Linked DNA regions of Ovis aries: region 1 is linked to region 2. The links are chromatin contacts, called in public Hi-C maps. All regions are on one chromosome and are shown on one strand. Each heading gives the region's core, a stretch centred on a gene start, on an enhancer-like site or on the middle of the called end of the contact. The rest is flanking DNA. Distances are from core to core; before and after follow the strand shown. Region 1 has its middle 56 kb from the start of ECI2. Region 2 holds the start of RPP40 (ribonuclease P/MRP subunit p40).

What was found. A called contact is a pair of places that touch in the nucleus more often than the background predicts.
Region 1: a contact with region 2 is called in a Hi-C map of hypothalamus, with 2.6 times the contacts expected there. The contact joins the enhancer-like site here to the promoter of RPP40 in region 2. A contact is called at or near these places in 2 of 16 Hi-C or Micro-C datasets (hypothalamus and tail adipose tissue).

The regions. Positions count from the first base shown.
Region 1 is chr20:49,099,997-49,104,411 of ARS-UI_Ramb_v3.0, forward strand. No RefSeq gene overlaps it. Among named protein-coding and RNA genes, the nearest start is that of ECI2, 56 kb to the right of the region's middle. Within about 2 kb of position 2,900, at least 29 of the 54 cell types and tissues checked have an H3K27ac peak or open chromatin away from gene starts, as enhancers often do. A contact at or near this core is called in hypothalamus and tail adipose tissue, where this site is marked.
Region 2 is chr20:48,685,192-48,690,165 of ARS-UI_Ramb_v3.0, forward strand. It overlaps RPP40 (ribonuclease P/MRP subunit p40), which reads left to right and starts at 2,217. Exons shown (of 9, transcript XM_042236802.2): 1 at 2,217-2,367; 2 at 3,481-3,546; 3 at 4,148-4,292. The coding sequence starts at 4,205.

The DNA of each region.
Region 1 (4,415 bases), core at 1,650-4,149, 420 kb after region 2:
GTGAGTCAGGTCTGGGAGGTGCTTCAGCAGCACCCCTTAGAGGACAAGGCCTGGCCACAAGAAGCGTGCTGGTCACAGGCGGCATCAGCCTGGAAGGTAAGCACTGGGAACAGCAAAGCGACTCTGGGCCTGGTCTCTGAAAGATGCTTCTGAATCCACAGCAGCTGCTCAGGCATCCTGCTGCGATGCCCTTCCCCTCCACACTGTGAACCGCATGCAGAGCCTGATGCTCAGAGCCTCAATTCCCCAAAGGAAAGGAGGGTGGTGACTGGCTAAAAAGCTCACCTGTGTGCAGCTTGTTAACCCTGGGGCCGCCCAGTGAGAAGTACCACGTTTCTCATCATGGACGTTCAGGGCATCAGGTCAGGAGAGACGAGAGAGGGAGGAAGACAGACAGTCGTGCGTGGTGCGATGCCGAGGTGTCTGCTCTCACATGTCTCCTCTTTTTTGTCTCTTCAGCATCCTGTTCTTGCCGTTCAGTCTCTCAGTTGTGTCTGACTCTTTGCAACCCAGGGACTACAGCACGCCAGGCCTCCCTGTTCTTCACCATCTCGCAGAATTTGCTCAAACTCATGCCCATTGAGTCGGTGTTGCCATCCAACCATCTCATCCTCTTTTGTCACCGTCTCCTCCCACCTTCAACCTGTCCCAGCATCAGGGTCTTTTCCAGTGAGTCAGCTCTTCACATCAGCAGCCAAAGTATTGGCGCTTCAGCTTCAGCATCAGTCCTTCCAATGAATATTCAGGATTGATTTCCTTTAGGATTGACTGGTTTGATCTCTTTGCTGTCCAAGGGACTCTCAAGAGTCTTCTCCAGCACCACAGTTCAAAAGCATCAATTCTTTGGTGCTCAGCCTTCTTTATGGTCCAACTCTCACATCCATACATGACCACTGGAAAAACCATTGCTTTGACTGTACACACCTTTGTCCACAAAGTGATGTCTCTGCTTTTCTCTATGCTGTCTAGGTTTATCATAGCTTTTCTTCCAAGGAGTAAGTGTCTTTTAATTGCCTGGCTGCAGTCACCAGTGATTTTGGAGCCCAAGAAAATAAAGTCTGTCACTGTTTCCACTTTTCCCCCACCCATTTCCCATGAAGCGATGGGACCAGATGCCATGATCTTAGTGTTTTGAACGTTGAGTTTTAGGCTAGCTTTTTCACTCTCTTCTTTTATTCTCATCCAGAAGCTCTTTAGTTCCTCTTCACTTTCTGCCATTAGAGTGGTATCATCTGCATATCTGAAGTTGTTGATATTTCTAGAAAGGTGCTGACTTTAAAAACTTTATATGAATTAAACAAACCAAGTTCCTAGAATTAAAAAAAAAAAAAAATCACATGGCCACCAGCTTGCAAGCTCCAGCCCACAAGATAAGTTGAAAGCCCATTAGCACAGCATCCACCACCCTTCATGGTTTTGTCTATACTTTGCCTACAAAGGTCTGTCTAGCCAAAACAATGGTTTTCCCAGTAGTCATATGTGGATGCGAGAGCTGGACAATATGAAAGGCTGAGTGCCAAAGAATTGATGCCTTCAAACGGTGGTGTTGGAGAAGACTCTTTAGAGTCCCTTGGACTGCGAGGAGGTCAAACCACTCAATCGTAAAGGAAATCAACCCTGAATATTCATCGGAAGGACTGAAGGTGAAGTATCACTTCCAATACTTTGGCCACCTGATGCCAAGAGTCGATTCACTGGAAAAGACCCTGATGCAGGGAAAGATTGAAGGCAGGAAGAGGAGGGGACAACATTGGATGATACGGTTGGATGGCATCACCGGCTCGATGGACAGGAGTTTGAGCAAACTCCGGGAGATGGTGAAGGACAGGGAAGCCTGGCGTGCTGCAGTCCATGGATCGCAGAGTCAGAAACGACTGAGCAGCTGAACAACAAAAATTCTGCCCGGTCAGTCTTTCCTCCCCAAACCCCTACGCCCTCCAGTGGCTGCTCACGTTAAAACAGAGGATCCAAAGGGGAGGAGACGGGCGTCCCTTGAAGCGGAGCCCACAGCGCAAGCTCGCCGCTTCTGGTGAGCGTCTTTCAGGCGGCGCTTAAGGAGGTGAAGGGCCCAAGCCCCCCTCGGGCTCCCTCTTGGCTCACGGCCCCTCCAGCCCTCTCCGCAGGTTTCGACACCCTGTTTGCTCTCACGGGATGCTCTGCTGCGTGCTTATCCCCGCGGCAAACTTAGACTCGGCTCAGACCTCCCTGAGGACCCTGCGGAAAGAGCCCCGCCCTCGCCCTCCCGCGCCGGCTGGCGTCTGCCTGTCGCCCGGTTCGCCCGCTGCTGTGTTCGGTGCTTCCGGCGCCCGACGCCCCCACGTGAGCTCGGGGCAGAGGGCGGTCACGTGCGACCTGGCTCGGGGCCTGGCTCGCGCGGCCCTGCTTCTGCTTCTGCTTTTCGACCTCTCCGGCCATCCGCAGACACCCGGGCCGCCAGTAGCCGCGTGCGGAGACGGAAGCGAAAGGAGGGCTGAGGCTCCGGGCTCGCAAGGTCCTCGGGGCCGCACCTCTTCCTCCGCACCTCCTAACCCGGACCCTGCGGCCAGCCCCGCAGGCTGCAGCGGGGGCGCTTTGTCCCGATGCCCGGGCGCACCGTGTGCCCAAAGGGCAGCGGGATGCGGAGGCTGCGGTCCCGCCTGGGGAGCGGGGCCGGCAGTGGAGGGGCGGGCCTGCGGGCTGGGATAGGAGGCGGGGGTGGGGGGGATGCGGGGGCGCCTCCAAACCGCCGTGGGATTTCTGCGAAGGAAGGTCCTGGGAAAGGCCTTGCTCTCGGTGGATGAAACTGGCTGCTATTTTTGGCCGAAGCCAAGGGGAGCGACTGCACTGAAATGCCCGGCCTTGTGGGCAGCAGGCGAGTGGGCAGGGCCACCCTCTGTCCACCTCCTGCCCAGGCAGAGAGCGGGGAGGAGGCGCTAATCCCTGGCACCAGCTGCCTAAACCCACAGACCATGGCTCATCCCCAGGGGCCGGAGATGAGCGGAGGAAGTAACTCTGACTCCGAGTCTGACCTTCATCCTGGCCTGGAGGGACCCTGTCACTCCTCAGGAAGAACACGGTGGGGCGGAGGGGTAGCCCAGGGGCCTGTCCTGGAATCACTGGCCTGGTGACGTTTCCACTGTGGCCTCGAGACGTCTTTGGACTACGTGCCTTTAACCAGAAAAGGGGTCTTAACACTTCAATATTTTAAAACCCAGGGGGAAGTGTCTTGTTTGTACCAGGGCTTTGGGGGAGGAGAGGGCATTGTTCTCTGTTTATTTTGTTTTATTTTAATATATTTGTATTTGCCTTACTTACGTTAATCCTCATGATGTCTTTGGGAGTGGGCGACTTTTTCAACTTCAGGAACTCCTGCAGGTGCCCACCTGTTGTTGGTGAGATGCCCACCAAAACACACAACTCACACACACACTCACACACACATCCTCACACACACACATCCTCACACACACACACTCATGCACACACGCACACATCCTCACACACTCACACACTCACACACACACCACATGCTCCTTTTCCCCAGGTGGGCAGGCATTCATTCAAGCTGCTGTCTGGCAACCCTGGAGGAAGGAGGAGGGATGGGGCCGAGGTCATGGAAAGCAGAGGAGAATGGTGAGGGGCCGGGTGGGAGGCCGGGGTGGGGGGCTGCTGCCTTGTCCCCTGGAGGACTTCAGTCCCACCAGAGTGTGAGGAGGGGTCCAAGGGCCCCACGCCTACTGGATTTTTCAAGAATTCTGAGAGAGTTGCTGCATTCAGGTGGATAAGACCATTTTCTTCATCTGTGTAGAGACAGCTCTGCTCTGGTGCCCCACAGGGCTAGGAGATTCAAACAAATCCGAAAAAGCACCCCTGCATGGTCTGGTAATTCGAGGATGGGTGTCTCCTGGAGACGGAGTGCGGGATGGGTGAAGAAGAGGCAATGGGCTGACAGGCTGGTTCCGGGTGGGTGAGCCGCCCTCCCGGGACTCACAGAAGCACGTGGGAGACAGTGTGAGGGGCTAGACCTGGCGGGCTCAGGCCACTGCGGTTGTCATCAAAGGAAGTGTGATTTATATTAAAGACACAGGCCTGGGAGGTCAGCTGGGCACCTGGATCACACCACTATTATAAAAAGAAAGAAACAGATTCAAGGAAATGCAATACTTTTTTATGAATTTCACATAAAAGTAGATGAATGGAGAGCAGCCAGGATATGAAAGCAGCTCTTGCTTAAACTTTGGGAGAACAGAGGAGTGCAAGCAGAGCCTCTCGTTTCCATCACGAATCCCCCTGTTCTTGTGCGGCAAGTTGGGCAGGGCTCTGAACGCGTGTCTTTCGCCCTGGCTTTCCCATCACTAAAACAGAACCGTTCTGGTTGAATAAGTAAGTGTAAGTTAAGTTTGACTGGTAAAAGAAGATAATTCATTTACAAGGAT
Region 2 (4,974 bases), core at 967-3,466:
GCCCGAGGGGCTGTGCCCTACAGGCCTGGAGCACACAAGGGCTAGAGCCCCAGCTTTAGGAGGAGCCTGATCCAGGCCCAACAGGAGGGTGGTGGCTCCTCTGCCCTCCTCACGAGCTGGAGAGCAGACAGGGAGCGAGGCCTTTGGGCTGACCACCTGCTGTCTGCTGCAAACCCACCTTAAACTGGACCAGCCCCTCCCCCGGGCCAGTCCTCTGTTCACGTGCAAGTTCATTTATCCAAGTTGTTAATATTTTGACTCCTGATGGAATGTTAGGATCTGGGTATGGAAATATGGGTAAGAAGTATTTGTTAAACAAACGTATTTATGGGGCAGCTACCGTGTGCTTGAATGGTGCGAGAGCTGGAAAGGTGAACGGAGTATGCCTGTTGTCCTCCAGGGGCAGTAACTGGTTGGAGAGTCATTCACACGTATTTATTATGTGCCCAGAACCCAGCAAGTCATAAAGAAACGTCTCTTTATTGTTAATCGATGTGTGGTGCAGACAGGTGTAGAGGCTGGGCCCTAGATATATGTCATGTTATTCATATATTCAAGAGATCGTCTGGATGCTGACTGTAGGAGGGCAAGACAGTCGGGAGGCTGGCATTTGCAGTGACCAGAGAGAAAGGCGGCCAGCAGTGGTTGTGGACTAGAGACAGCGCGGAGGGGCGACAGAGCCATTTTGATGAAGTATTGTAGAGAAAAGCTGAAGTTTACACGCATAGGAGTTACACTGAGCCTTCAAAAGTTAATACAACATTTTCACCTAAAGGGCTTGTTAGAAAAGCTTCATGTTGCTTTCACACATTACTGGTGCACCATCAGAATCGCAACAGTCACTTTGCAGAGCTTTGGAGTACCAACCTAGGAGAGGTCCACCTCTGACGCTGCAGGTCTAAGAGAGGCCACTGCTACTGAATTGTGTGGTGCCCATGAAGCAATGCTTTAAGCATTTTACATGCTAATATGATATTTGTAAGTTGTATCTAAGTGCCTTGTTGTGATTTAGGAGATTGGGAATTTTTTGATCAACTTGCTATTTCTTTATCATTCTTCCTATTTAAAATAATGGAAAATTGGTGTCCCTTAGAATATTTGCAGAGATAATCTGACTTTTGAGGCACAGGAGTAATGGTGAAGAACTGACCAGCCTTAGTTTTGGATGAGATTTACACATGTGACTGGCGTGAGTTGCCATTTCCTCCTTTAGGGGATCTAACCCTCATCTCTTGGGTCTCCTGCATTGCTAGGTGGATTCCTTACCACTAGCACCACTTGGGAAGCCCAGACTTACACATACTTATCTTCTAAATTGGGCTTTCCAGGTGGCTTAGTGGTAAAGAATCCGCCTACAATTCAAGAGATGTGGGTTCGATCCCTGGGTCAGGAAGATCCCCTGGAGAAAGCAATGGCTACCTATTCCAGTATTCTTGACTGGGAAATCCCGCGGACAGAGGAGCCTGGCAGGCTACAGACCATGGGGTTGCAAAAAAAGTTGGACACGACTGAGTACTCATGCATCCATGCATCTTCTAAATTATTTAACTTCTCTTCTTCCACATCTTATAGTAAAACTGATGCTCCAGAACACAAATATTCTGTTATTTTGCATCCTCTCTGCATAGAATTGGGCTGTGCAGATTCCAGTTTGAAAAGTGTGTAGTATAGTACTTACAGTTGGTCAGAAAGATTAGGTGGAAAAACGAATTATCACTATAACTTCCAATAGCAACAAATTATTAAAAGCGGTTCCAAAAGTCTATTTTTCATTCTTTTTTTTTTTTTTTTGGTTGCGCCGGCTTGTGGGATCTTCATTTCCCCAACCAGGGATTGAACCCTGGCTCCAGCACTGAATACTAACCCCTGGATGGCTAGAGAATTCCCCAAAAGGATATTTTTAAAAGGATCTTAAAAGTGGTTTTGAAGAAGTCTTAAGGAGTTCTATTGAAGGTATTAGACACAAACCTCCTTGACAGTTTGGGAAGGGGCAACCTGGGGCCCAGAGGAGGGAGTCTGACAAGGGAATTCATTCCGGGCAGTGCGCCTTTCCTTTACCCATCAGAGAGCTCCGGCTGAGGATCCCGAGGCCTAGCCCCGCCCCCAGCGCTAGCCCCGCCCCGGCGCTAGCCCCGCCCCTACCCGGGCAGCCTGCGCACGTGCGCCCTGCCGGCACTGCGCACGCCCGCGGGGCGAGGGAAGGGGCGGGGCGAGCCGAGCCTGGAGGGTCTGCGCGGGGAGAGCATGGCCACGCTGCGCCGGCTGCGAGAGGTGCCCCGGCACCTGCTGGTCTGTGAGAAGTCCAACTTCGGCCATGACAAGTCGCGCCACCGGCATCTCGTGGAGACGCACTATTACAATTACAGGGTGAGTCCTGGCCCTCGGTCCGCGGATCGCGCACGCTCCCTCCCGCGGGCGCGGGAGGCTGGGGGAGAGCCGGGCTCTGCTCCGGGGGCCCGCCCTCGTCGCGTGGAGGGGCGGGGCCCTCGCTCGGCATGCTGGGAGCTGTAGTCTCTCCGTGGCTCCAGGCTCCTGTGTTGGCTCGCTTGAGGACCACAAGTCCCAGGGTGCACCGGTGCGGGGCGGTGCCCCGCCGTCGGAGGGCGGGGCAGGGTTCACGGGGCCTCTGGTCTCTTGCTGTGGCCTGGCCCCGCCCCAGGCGTGCTGCGTCCCTGGGGCGGGGCCGGAAGGCGGGGGCGGGGCCAGGACGGGCGGGGCGGCCGCCCTCCTTCCCTGCCGCTGGGTTCCTGCACCCGCGCGCCTCTCCGGAGCGGCCGGCCCAGTTCCGCCCGGGAGCTGCTTGCTCCTCTAAACCGCTTACGGGCGCTAGTTTGATCCCTGAAAAGCTCTTTCTTCTGCCCGCTGCTCTCCGCCTTGTCCATCCAGAGCGCCAGGGCGGCATTTGGGCAGCTTTTGGTAGAAATTCGCCTCGGCCGCCTTGCCCACAGCGATGTTTGCTGGTGTTCCCTGGAAGTGTCGCCCGCCCCGGGGCCCTTTTCGTGGCTGAGGCGTCAGTGGGGGTGGTTACTGGACCTTCCTGGGGAGGAGAAGCCCCCTGACTCCCGGGCAGTGTCTGCTGGGAAGGCTTCGCGGACCCGTGCAAGTGGGGAGGACTCCAGACTAGACCTTAAAATGGAAGCGCGTGAAGCCTCGCACGCTTTTAAGCTGATCAGCCTAATCTCAGCTCGGCCTCACTGGCCAGTGTCTCAGACACAAGTGGCGACCCCGGTTAGTGTCCCCGCTTTGGGAGAGTGGCCTTTTTCAAGGTGTGGAGCGGCCGGGCACCGCTTGAAACCTGTCGGGTTGAACGTCTCTGCTCTGGATGGATAACTCTTCACAGACAGCCGTCTGGGAGGTGCACTGTGTCCTCCCCAGCCCACGTGCAGAGCTTTTCCGTCGGGACAGTGGGAACACCAAGCTGACTTCTGCTTCCATGTGGCCTGTTAATAACCAGTATCCCCAAATTCCTTACGCCCTAAGGGACAGTTCCTCTGATTCCAGCCTGGTACCAGGATACACAGATCTGGGGATATTCACTTATACTTGGTGAGTCCCTAAGTCTAACCCTAACCCCGCCAGGCTCCTCTGTCCATGGGATTTCCCAGGCAAGAATACTGGAGTAGGTTGCCATTTCCTTTTCCAGGGGATCTTCCTGACCCAGGGATCAAACCTAGGTCTTTTGCATTGGCAGGCAGATTCTTTACCACTGCATTTCCCTAAAAATTAATTAATGTAGTGACAGGAACAGGTCATCAAATATATTGCTTATTTTCAAAAGATAAAACGCAAGCAAGAGTTTCCCATTAAAATTGTTTTTTTTCATTCAATTTCCTATACTGTGCACTTGAATTCAGAAATGGAAAACTTAACTTGTTGGATTTCTCTTTTCCTGAGATTAGTAAATTAATTTCAGACTTTTGCTGAAGGTTGTGGAGGAATGGTTAGTAGCCTTAATTATGTTGTATCATCACTAAATCCCGGGTGTTGATCTGCATGAAAATAAAACTTGTTGAAACCTATAATGGAGTATAATTTGCAAAAATGCTGAATCACATGCTGTATACATGAAACTAGTATAATACTGTAAGTCAACCATGCTTCTGTTATTAATATAAAAATAAGTTTTTTGTGTTGTATATTCCAATAGGTTTCATTTCTGATTCCTGAATGTGGGATACTATCAAAAGAACTGAAAGATCTGGTCATGGAATTTGGACCCTATTACTTTGTGAAGGATTTACCTCTTTATGAGTTAATCACACACGAATTCATCAATTCTTTTGTCAAGAAAGGTAAGAAAAACCTCATAGTGTCTGTGAACATGGTGGGATGCAGAAGGCCAGGGAGGCCACATCACACTTCCGGGGCTCCTGCCTTGTTCGAATCACGCGGATGGAGCGCGTCTGCGAGGTCAGGCGTGCGCAGCCCGCCCTCCGCCCCTCAGTAGCTCAGCCTGCTCTGTGCATCCCCAGGTTTGGTTTCTGATTCCACGGGTCCACACGCGTCCCGTGGGGGTGTTGTCACCCCAAGCTCGCGGAGAGGAAAAGCTTTCCGGCCCCGTGTTCAGATGCACTGCCGTCGGGCGTGGCCGCAAGAACCGCTGTGGTCCGCGCAGTGCCCACAACAGCCGTCTCAGCATGCTGGTCTCCTGATGGAGCCACACTGCCGTCTACACGGCCAGGTGCTGACGGGGGCCCAGCCTCTTCCGCTTGGACCCTGCGGCCCTCATCCCATCTGTGTCTGCTGGGTTGACTGTCTTGTTCCAGTTGCCTCCTGGGAGCCACTCGTTTGAAACCATTCCAGCGTCTTTAAGGATCCGCCCTCACTGCAGGCATCGCCGCACAGGAGCCACTGGCCTCTTGTCGTCGGTCTCAGCGACCCGATTCCTTTCGTTGGTTTTGAGCTGAGGACTTACCTGGCGGTCCGGTGGTTAGGACTTAAGGCTTTCACTGCCCAGGGCCTGGGTTCAATCCT